Regions from separate parts of the Mus musculus genome. Here region 1 is linked to region 2. Evidence: chromatin contacts called from public HiChIP or PLAC-seq data. All regions are on one chromosome and are shown on one strand. Each heading gives the region's core, a stretch centred on a gene start, on an enhancer-like site or on the middle of the called end of the contact. The rest is flanking DNA. Distances are from core to core; before and after follow the strand shown.

The links. HiChIP or PLAC-seq counts read pairs in DNA pulled down with a chosen protein or histone mark.
Region 1: a contact with region 2 is called in a CTCF HiChIP or PLAC-seq map of CD8 T cells, with 12 read pairs. The contact joins the enhancer-like site here to the promoter of Cep85l in region 2. A contact is called at or near these places in 1 of 15 datasets of contacts at CTCF or cohesin (CD8 T cells), 4 of 484 Hi-C or Micro-C datasets (3T3-L1-derived adipocytes, Th1 cells, bone marrow-derived macrophages and 1 more), 17 of 115 datasets of contacts at active chromatin or transcription factors (CD8 T cells, bone marrow-derived macrophages, craniofacial prominence and 8 more) and 3 of 9 other capture datasets (adipose tissue, liver and pancreatic islet).

What each region holds. Positions count from the first base shown.
Region 1 is chr10:53,523,570-53,529,106 of GRCm38.p6, forward strand. No RefSeq gene overlaps it. Among named protein-coding and RNA genes, the nearest start is that of Gm20597, 7.3 kb to the left of the region's middle. Within about 2 kb of position 2,277, at least 34 of the 459 cell types and tissues checked have an H3K27ac peak or open chromatin away from gene starts, as enhancers often do. A contact at or near this core is called in CD8 T cells and Th1 cells, where this site is marked.
Region 2 is chr10:53,376,350-53,381,405 of GRCm38.p6, forward strand. Cep85l (centrosomal protein 85-like) reads right to left here and starts at 3,534. Exons shown (of 13, transcript NM_001204983.2): 1 at 3,160-3,534. The coding sequence starts at 3,232. It overlaps Gm46225 (a long non-coding RNA gene), which reads right to left. Exons shown (of 3, transcript XR_001779770.2): 3 at 4,237-4,375.

The sequences.
Region 1 (5,537 bases), core at 1,027-3,526, 150 kb after region 2:
CATATACTTCCAAATGCAGGTGTCTGACATCATACATACAAGAAAACCTTCATTCTAGGCCAATGTCCTTCTTTACTACACACTAGTTCATATGCCTTCTGGAGAAAAAGTGCTAGTCATGGGAGTAGTTACACTAGATAGTCATGGGCTCTGGATGTTATAGAATGCTCAATGTCCTCCACAGGCTCATGTCCCTAATAGTTAGTTCCCATCTTGTGATAGTGTTTGGGACATTGTAGACTCCCACTCTCGGAGTAGGCCACTGGGGTAGTGGCATTGAGAATTTATAACCCAGCTCTATAGTTCCAGGCCAAGCCCTCTGGTTTCTTGTCTGAAGAGGCATGAAGAAGCTATGCTATAAGTTTCCAGTGCCACGGACCAAGCCAGTCCTAGCCACTATACCTTCCCTGCCATAATGGACGGTATGCCCTTAAACCATGAATCAAAATAAATTTTCCATCCATTAAATTGTTTCTCTTGGCCTTTCTGTCATAGCAACAAAAAATACGATATGCCAGGTTCTCCTAGGCCATCCATTCTACTGAATCTTTCTCCTTATCCCTGGCCCATGTTACTCCCCACTCTCTTCAGCAGGTATTCTAGCTCTTACCTCTTCACGTAAGTCATATAAAATTTTAAGCCCATTCCTTCCCTGACTGCATCCCCTTCATTTTGTGTCTGCCCTGTCAACACCATTATTCTTCACTTGGATCACAGGGGTTGTAGCAACAGCAAGTTGCTTAATTATATACCATAGCGAATCTGTCATGTGACCTTTGACATAGAAAATACTTTCTCTTTTCTCAGGGTCTCTGCAATTGATTTAGTTTACATTTAAGATTTGGTTAAAATATCATGGCCCTCCTCTTCAAAACACTGATAAAATTTGCGATACATATCCTTCCAAAATTCATATAGAAGCTTAATCTTAAAATTCATATGTTTCAGTATCAAAAATTTGGGCTTTAGGGGAAGTGACTACACTTGAGGGTTCTGATCATGTGAATGAGATTAATGGATGCATAAGAGAGTTCTCAGAATGCTTTGCGGCCAGTCTCAGCTGCTCCTCTGCTGTGTGAAGTCATAATATGATGATGTAACCTTAGAAATAGACACCTTCTACCACAAGACAAATTTGCTAGTGCCTTGATCCTTGGTCTTTCTAGCAGCAGAACTGTGAAGAATAACTTACATGCTCTGAAATATTTTATGAGAGCAAGAACAGACTATACCATACTCCCACCACACCCAGTCTGGGCTGGGCTCCCCTTCCTGCCCCCTCCTCAGTCTTTATACAGTGATCTTAGTCTCTGTTGTATGCTGTGAAGAGATGCTGTGACCAAGCAAGCTTTTATGAAAGAAAGCATTAATTGGTGTCTGTCTCACAGTTTCAGAGGTTTAATCCATTATCATGGCAGCACACATGAACTAGAGCAGTAGCTAAGAGTTCTGAATTCTGATCCACAGGCAGACAAAAAAAAAAAAAAGATTTTTTGACTTGGAATGGGCTTTTGAAACCTCAGTCTACCCCCAGTTGACATACTTCCTCCAACAAGGACACACCTCTTAATCCTTCTAATCTTTTCAAATAGTGCTACTTCTAGTAACTAAGCATTCAAATATATGAGCTTATGGGGGCCATCCTAATTTAAACCACCACATTTCACTCCCTCTCCCCATCCCCCATAGACCTGAAATCATAATGCAAAACTGCATTCAGTCCAACTTCAAAAGTCCCAGTAGTCTAGAACAGTCTCAACATGGTTTAAAAGTCCAAAGTTCAAAGTTTTTTGAGACTCATGGCAATCTTTCTTGGGCTGGTTCTACACCTTGTTAGCAGCTTTTGTTGGCAGGTATGCCATTCCTCTCCAACATCTTAGGTTCTCCAATACAATACAGCCGTCACCTTCACAGTTTCACATAATGGCCTCTCTGAGTCTCCATGCAGAAACATCCTTGACACAGGCTTGGCCTCACCTTTCATTAGCCACAGAGGGAGATTCCACAGCTTCTTCTTCTTTTTCTTTGTCTTTGACTGTAAAACCAGAACACATGACCAGAGGTGCCAAGTTCTGCTGCTTGATGGGGCTGGGACTTGGCCCTCTCCTTCAATTACAATTACAGTTGGATCAATTGGCTTTTTGTTTTCATGGTTTCCTTTACTACTTAAGCATTTCTTTAATACCTTTTCACAAGTTGGAAGCTTATCTGGGTGGGGTTTTTCCCTAAGGTCACCACTTCCTTTTTTCGTTAGCATCAGGCTTTTCTTTGAACTTTTTATCTCCTGGAGCACTGAACTTAGCTCCATTACACCCCCTGGTGCTCCTTTTCTCTTGAAACTACAAGACCTGTGGGAGGACACATGATGTTTGGAGAGCGTATAAATAGGGCTCAACAGATAGTGCTGGTGTGCTTGGTAGCTAGCTTTGAAGTGTTTCATTGGTCTTGTGCATTCTCACTGATCTAGACAGAGCAAAGAACTCCTGGCATCCCAGCTGATCCTGGTCACTCCTCCTGACTTGTGCTTATTTGATGGAGGCTGACTCTGTTGGATTATGTTACCACTGCTGATTCCTGTTTGCTATCTGTAAGACACCGACCCTTGGTCAGTAGTACTTCCAGATGCCCCGGAGTGAGTTACTGAGACGAAGATCAATGCAAAAGCAAGAGGTTTGTTTTCTGGTGCATCGGGATCAACCCTCAATCAGTCCCTAGAGGTGAGTGATGAGGTGACCCCAAATGGCTATTACAAGAAGTTTTTATACTTTTTAGGGACACAAGTTACATTAGCAAGGTTACATTTTAGGGGCACCAATTACATCAGCGAAGTTACAGTTCAAACTTATTGGCTAAGCATATTGACCTTTAAATCTATTGGCTAATAAATATGGCATCCATTTGAACTCTGCCTGGGACTTTACAGAGGGTCAGGTGACTCTCAGTACATTCTGAGAATTTTTTACTCAAGTGTGATCCTGTGGGTGGAGGATGCAACTTGGCCTAGCCTTGACCTCAGGTGGGAGGGGGAGCTAAAAGGAGGGCATGGGACTGGAAAACCCCTTAGGGTCCCACACTATCCTGAAACTACTGAACTGAACTGCTGGTATCTTGACAAATGAAGATTGGAATCGCCTCAAAGAACTACTTCTAAACAGCTCCACATCACCTTGTCCTACTTACCATCTTTTCTTCCTTACCTTTGGATGGTAGGCTAGAAGGAGTGGGGGCAAGGGAGGGTTGAAGCATTTGTGAATCCTTATTAAAAGTACGTTTAAAAATATCTAAGCATACTTGGAAGTGTAGTTTACTGACTTGATCCTCATGGCCTGCTTAGCCTGTTTTCTTATAGAGCCCAGGATTATCAGACCTGGGTGGTGCCACCCACAATGAGGTGGGCCCTCCACATTAATCACAAGTTAAGAAAATACTCTACAGGATTGACTACAGCCCAGAGGTTGACTACTTCTAGAGGTATTTTCTCAGTTGAGGCTCTCTCCTCTCTGATGACACTAGCTTGTATCGAGTTGACATAAAACTAGCCACCACAAAATCTAATGTTATTTTATGTCATTATTTATTGAGGTATTTATCCTTCCAGAATAGCAAGTTTCTTATATCCAGTCATACTGTTTGTCAACTGATGAATCTGTCCAGTACAGTAGATGCCTACACAATAGATGCCCTAAGAATATCCCTTTTTTTCCATCTAGGTGCTGGATGAGGTCAACAGCTTAATCATTTTTTCATCCTATGCATATCAGAGTCTTATAGCTACAAGGAACCAAACTCAACTTTGTGGATTTAAATACAGAATAATCTTGCTAAAAGTAATAGAATCAGTGAGATGATTAGAAAGTATGACAAAGAGATATCAAATGCAAGCAGATCACTGTCCCACAGGCACTGTTTCTTTCATAATGTTCCCACACGGTAGATTGCCCATCCTCTGTGGATGAGTCAGACAACTGTGTGTGCATCTAACTGGCTAAGCCTTGAGGAGCCAATGTGAGTTCACGTGGTTCTTCAGTTAGTAAGAAGATGATCTTTGCAACTGTTCAGGAAGACTGGACAAATTCCTCAAACAATGGCCCTAGCTGAGATCACGGCACTTAGAAAAGTCATTGTAGTTCTCTTGAGCCTACCAGACCCAATAGCATAAAAGAAGGCAGATTAAAAACTTGAGAGTGAGGATGTCGCTCAGTGGTAGAACACTTGAATAGAAAAACCTTGAATAATGAAGAATAAAGTATGAATGAATTTCCTTCGTGCTTCCAGAAACCAACTTTCCAAAGGGCAATCTTAACCTGGCTCTTGAATGTTTCAGTTTTACAGTGGAAAATAGAATTGAAAAGACCATGAGCTATGATGTCATATACTATGCAGGAAGTGTATAGACTCTTCACTAGACTGTAATACTCAGCAGCCAGAGACACATTATTTCCCCACTGCCTAGGACACAGCGTGTAGTACATAGTACGTGTGGTTTCTTGCTCAGAAGCTCAAGGTCAGGCAATCACAGAGCTAGAGAACAACAGCTCCATTTGCTGGCCAGTCCCACCCACACTCTGATCTGTCAAATAATACACTAAAGTGTGTATTGATTGCCTATTCTGGTTTTTGCTTTGTTTTGTTTTCACTACTGCTGGACAGACTTTCTCTGAGAAGCTTGTGACTGTGGAGTGTGACTTTCTGCACAGAACCTCCTGAAGAGTCACATTATTAAATGTTGGTCCCACAGAACAAGTCTGATATTGCATAGGCTCAGGGAATTTAGAGCTCTGCTGCTATGTGGGCTAGACTCCCTACCATCATCACCACCAAACCTTCAGATGAAGCAATTTTTCCAGATTTTTCAAATGACACAAATGACATGCCTCCTCTGCAGGCTTCCCGATGAGGCTGATTTTGGAAGAAATATGTTTCAGGATGAGAGCTGAACACCAGGAAATCTTCCCCTTCACATTTGCAGCCATCCAGGTTCCTCTATTGGGGACGTCGTGCCCTCTAGTGGTGGATAGGCTGACTTAGTGTTTCTGAGTCAGCCCATCTATCCACTGGAAACCATCAGTGTTCAAAGCAGGCCAGGACAGAAAACAAGATACCCTTTAGGACAGTGGCCTATGGTACAGTTCTTAAAAGTGACAGAAAAGTTTCCTATGAAACTTTTCTATGAGAAACTATGAGACTCGGGTGTGTTTGAAGGAAAATGAAGTCTTTTGCAGGGTCATTTTCCATGTGTGGCAGGTGTCCTGGGGCCTCTTATGAACGAGGCTGCAAGGCTGCACGGCATTCCAGCCACAGCGGCTCTGCAGTCTTGCTGCACTGTTTCTTAGATGTGGAGCCCAAACTAGGCAGAAAATGACTTCTCTGCTTGTGACTATATGAATAGCTGTCAAGATTTGCATGCAACGGACAAGAGACACCCTCAGTCTGGCACTTATCCTGGTCACCAGGAGGCTGCTACCCCATACTTTTTGCTGAAAGTGAACGGTGACTGAATGGGAGAGGCGTTAACACTCCTCATGGCTTTGACCATT
Region 2 (5,056 bases), core at 2,284-4,783:
AAATATTTTAAGGACTTGGATATATTAAATTTTTAAATGTGTCTTGCAAAACTAGGAATGGTGACTCATACCTGTAATCTCTGCACTTGGAAGCCTGAAACAGGAGGATTACTGTTAGTTTGAGACCAACCGGGGCTACATATTTAGACCCTGTCTCAAACAAAGTAAAACTGTGTGTATGTGTGTGTTCTATTTTAAGGAACATATTTATTGTAAGCAGAAGTACTCAAAATATCGCTGTCTAATTCTAGATTTCAAAAGCCTAAGGAAAATATATCCATCTTTCAATTAACTTTGATACTAGTTTACATTCTGAAAAACAGTGATTACAAATATATTCATTCAAGTCAAAATTATTTAAAAAATCATTTTTACAAGTTATTCTCTAGATAACTTGTAAAGTCAAAAAACACCACTTATCCAATTTTAAAGTAGCCATCTAGCTATATTTTAAGTATAGGGGAAGGACTTTATGTGACCTTGCATGGAAATGTAAGAAAATATTCATTTTGTTTTTTTTTCTTTTATTCAGTACAAGGTTAGCCATAAAGCTGAAATACTGGATAAAGACAAAACACAGCTAAATGCTAAAAAGAAAGAAAGAATGAGTGAAAGAAGGAAAGGAAGGAAGGAGGGGAGGAGGGAAGAAGGGGAGGGAGGGAGGACTGCTTAGTAGTTTCTAAAGTATACATACTGTTCCCATTTGTTACATCCTTAAATGTTACTGCAGCAGCAACTTCCTTTCCACTGCAGAAAGCTGACCTCTCTTACCTTTGCTTTTCCCCTTAGTCAATCACCTATTTGCATAAACCAGTTTTAGAACACCCAGAATTAACTTTGTGCATACAAAGACAGGCTTCTTAATATCAGAAAATTATTTACTGTCTCAGAACCAAACAGATTGCTAATACACTCCATCAGGAGGCTGGGCTGGCAGATGTCACAAGTCTGTGATTCCCCCCAGCACTTTAAGAGTGTTTGGCAGGATCAGTAGCTCAAGGCCAGTCTTGGCTACATTGCAATTTTGTGTTAAAGGCCAGCCTATGCTAAGGTACTCAGAAGAGGGAGTGGGAAAGAAGACTGTTTGTTTGTTTGTTTGTTTGTTTGTTTGTTGTTATCATCATATAGATCCTAAAATTGCTTGAATTAGCCAAAGGGTCAGTATTTCCAAGACACATTTTCTTCATATTTGTAAGAAAAAGATGCTTTCCACATGAACCAGCCCTTACGTTATCCTGACTTTCACTCAGATCATTTGCTAGATACACCACACTTGTTTATCTAAATATCTTATAAAAATTCATTTTAAATAATTTCAGTATTTATATCAGCTCAAGGAGAAAATAATTACATCACCATTGCTATACAAATAATCCACACTCAGTGTATAGATGAAAATTTTCACTATTTCATTGGAAAGAAGTATTGTGATTTATGACTTACTACTGTCAGCTGAGAACACATAGTTTTATAAAGATTTATCTTGTCTGAATCCCTTAAATCTAAACATTATTTTCTTCCTCTATATTCTAGGAAGAGTCAATGTCTAGAAACTGCAGTGTAACATCGAAGCCTTTTAATTATTTAGCTGCTAACTCTGAAATGTTCTCTTAGAAAACAATGGAAAACTGGATACAATGCTTCTGGGATGTACTTCCAACAAGGGCCATTACCAAGAGTAAGATTTTAGAGGTTAGGTTACAAAGACATCACAGATGGGTTTTGACATATATGGATAGCTGGAAATCACTCTCTTTGGCCCCCAGGGATGAGTACCTTCTCCATCACTAAAGCCACTTCCAGGCCAGGCCCCACAACAACTGGGTAAGCATCAGAAACCTCTAAATGTCTGTCTACTCTTGAAGGCAACCAGTAAATATTTTAGAAAGTAATTCCCTGCATATATTGTTACTAAATTCACAGCTATTCTAATCTCTATTCTAAAACTATTATGGGAGGGTATAAAAGAATAAGGTGTAAGAGACATATATACATACATATATATATACATTATATACATTATATACACACACACATAGAGACAGACATACAGACATTACAGTTCTAAACCAATGGTTTTCAACCTCTGGGTCGCGCGACCCCTTGACGTCAAATGACCTCATGAGAGTCACATTTCAACTACGTCCATTACAATTCATAACAATAGCAAACATTACAGTTATGAAGTGGCAATGAAAATAATTTTATGGTTTGGGGACATCACAACATGAGGAACTTTTAAAGTTCGCAGCATTAGGGAGGTTGAGAACTACTGATAGTTTAGAATTTAAACTGTCACAGAATTTCATTGTTCAAAATTTCAGTAGCAATGTGCCTGCATGGTATCTTCAAAAAGGCAGAGAATACCACAAAAGGACTCCTACAAAATGCTTCTTTTCGAACAGTTTTGCAAAAGGTACACAACTGCCTCTAAGTTACACAAGTCAAGTTCTAACACTTTGTAGAACAGGGTTACCACCCATGGGTCCCCAAAATACCTAAATTTTTAGGAGAAATTCTGCGTACAAATAAGTAGCCCTTTTCTCTTGGGGGGTGGGGGGGAGAAGGAAAAAAATTTATGTATCTTTCAGCTTTTCAAAGGGGTTCATGATTCAGTTCAGATTAAAGAGCCCTTTAGACTGTCATCATTAGATAACTTGTCATGGTCAAGCCAACTCTTCTTGTTCTATTCCACGTTAGGGGAAGATTTATAATTCAGTGGCTCCTACACAACTTCTGGGTGATGCAGGCATGAAATGGTTGTCTGATTCTAACAGTCCCTACAACCACCACCGCAAAGCTGCAACCCCCCAGTTTCCCTGAGCCCCGTTTCGAAGGCGGCTGGGCTCTGATGGGACCCAGGAGAGCCCTGGCAGCCATGCGACCTGCTTTCTAAGAGCTGCCGCCCCCTCGGGGGTCTCAATCGGCGACCAAGTCCTCAGCAGCTTCTCTGGAGCAGTGGCTGCGGGCGACACTGCAGCGACCTTCCCGCCCGCGTCCCGCGTGGGGCAGCCACGCACACCACACGAGGGACAACAAAGCCCGGCCGAGCGGCCCAGAAGAGCCGAGTTGTCACCCCGCGGGGGTCGCAGGCCTTAGGGCGCGGACTCCGGAGAAGCCCTGGCGGCCGTCACCCCACCCGCCCGCAGTCCTCCTTACCCGCAGGGAAGCTGCGGGCCCCGCTGGGGCTGTCCCGGCCGCCAGCCTCCGGGGCCAGGAAACGGCCCCACATAGCGGGCGAGCGGGCGAGCCTGGAGCTCGGGGCCCGCGGTCGCCTCGGCTTCTGGGCGGAAACTTGAGCGGAGCCTGGGCCTCGGCAGCGCGGACCGGACCCGGGCGGGGGGCTTAACGGCTGTTCAGCGACGGCCCCGGAGCGCGGCGGCTGCCATGGCCCAGCCGGCTGCGCTGAGGCCCGGGCCGGGGAAGCTAGTAGCTCCCCGGTGACGGCGGCGCGATCGCAGGCTCCGGGGCTCAAAGCGAATCTGCAGCTGCGGCTTCTCTCAGCCCCCTCCGCCCGGCAGAACCTTAGGCAGCGGGCCGGGCCAGGACAGGCGGGGCCTGGATGGGGCTGGGGGCGGGGCCCAGAGGGCGGGGCCTCAAGGCGGGGCCTGGGACTCTTGGCGAACCAAAAACCTATTGCTAACAGCATGCGGGTGATCATCCTGAAGCCGCTCCCTACTTCTCCATCCTGTTACCTTCAAGCTGAGAGAGGGTCCATAATTTAATCCCAAACCCTGTCTTCCTATACGTGCTTTCTAGGGGCACAGTTGTTATAAAAGGTGCGAGTTGTCCCTGCAACCGCTTCAAGGGGCTGTGGGGCTAGCCATCTGACTCAGAATGGAGATCAGAATTAAAATTGTTGTCATGCGTTCCACAAGCACCGGTTATGGATCACGGTGGGAATAGAAAAGAGGACATCCCTGCCTCCCACATCTGCTCCACTTTATTTCCCACCCTTCCTAGGAACAGACATCCTGAGAAAAGACAAAGGAATACAGCATCCTCTTGCAATTACTCTTGTTGGCAATATAATCATTTGAATATTTAGATACAAACTAAACACTGTCAACCACTGTACAAGGAGGCAGTCTCAGCATGCCAATCAGAAGTAACCCAGACGATAAGTTCCTTAGGCTTTGAGTCCAGTGATGTTTTTCCTAATGTGGAAACTGCTAACAAAAGCTTAATATTGATGTATCCTCAAGTAAAATACTACTTAAAGCTTGTGAGGCTTACATTTAAAAATGTGTGCTATAACTCACCACATTTGCTGAAATGTACCAAACCGTGGTTATACATCTAGTCTCCTTCCTGTAGATCTGCAGATATTTCTCCAAATCTTCAGATGTTGGTCAACCGTCAAATGATTCTGATGCTAGAAGGTGACAGAAATATGAAAATATAACGAGATGGCTCTTTATCTGATCTAAAATGTATCTAATTATTTATTGACAGTTGAAAAGGATGGGGAAAAAAACATTAACAGTTCCACAAAGAAAAATATCGAAAGTAAAAATACTATATCTACAAATACATCTTTTCATAATTTGTAGTTTAACAAAAAGCCCAAATTCGCTGGAAACTTGATGTGTAACCCAGGCTGCCCTCAAACTCCTGGTTCTCCTGCTTTAGCCTCCTCTGTGCTTTCTAGAAAGAAAGAAAAAGGAGAAAGAAAGAAAGAAAGAAAGAAAGAAAGAAAGAAAGAAAGAAAGAAAGAAAGAAAGAGAGAGAGAGAGAGAGAGAGAGGAAGGAAGGAAGGAAGGAAGGAAGGAAGGAAGGAAGGAAGGAAGGAAGAAAGAAAGAAAGGGAGGGAGGGAGTAAGAAGGAAAGAAAGGTTCCGGTCGCTTAGAGATTCTTAAACATTTAAAACTCACAACCTCATAACCCCTTTTGTCCAAGAAACTTTTATACAACACTGGATGACTAGATAAATAAAATGGTGTTCAAGGCAAATGTTTGCTTATATTATAAATTTATTTTAATAAATTATTTATTACATATACAAATTTACCATTCATTAAAGATGAAAACACTCTGTATGCTAATGAGATAGATG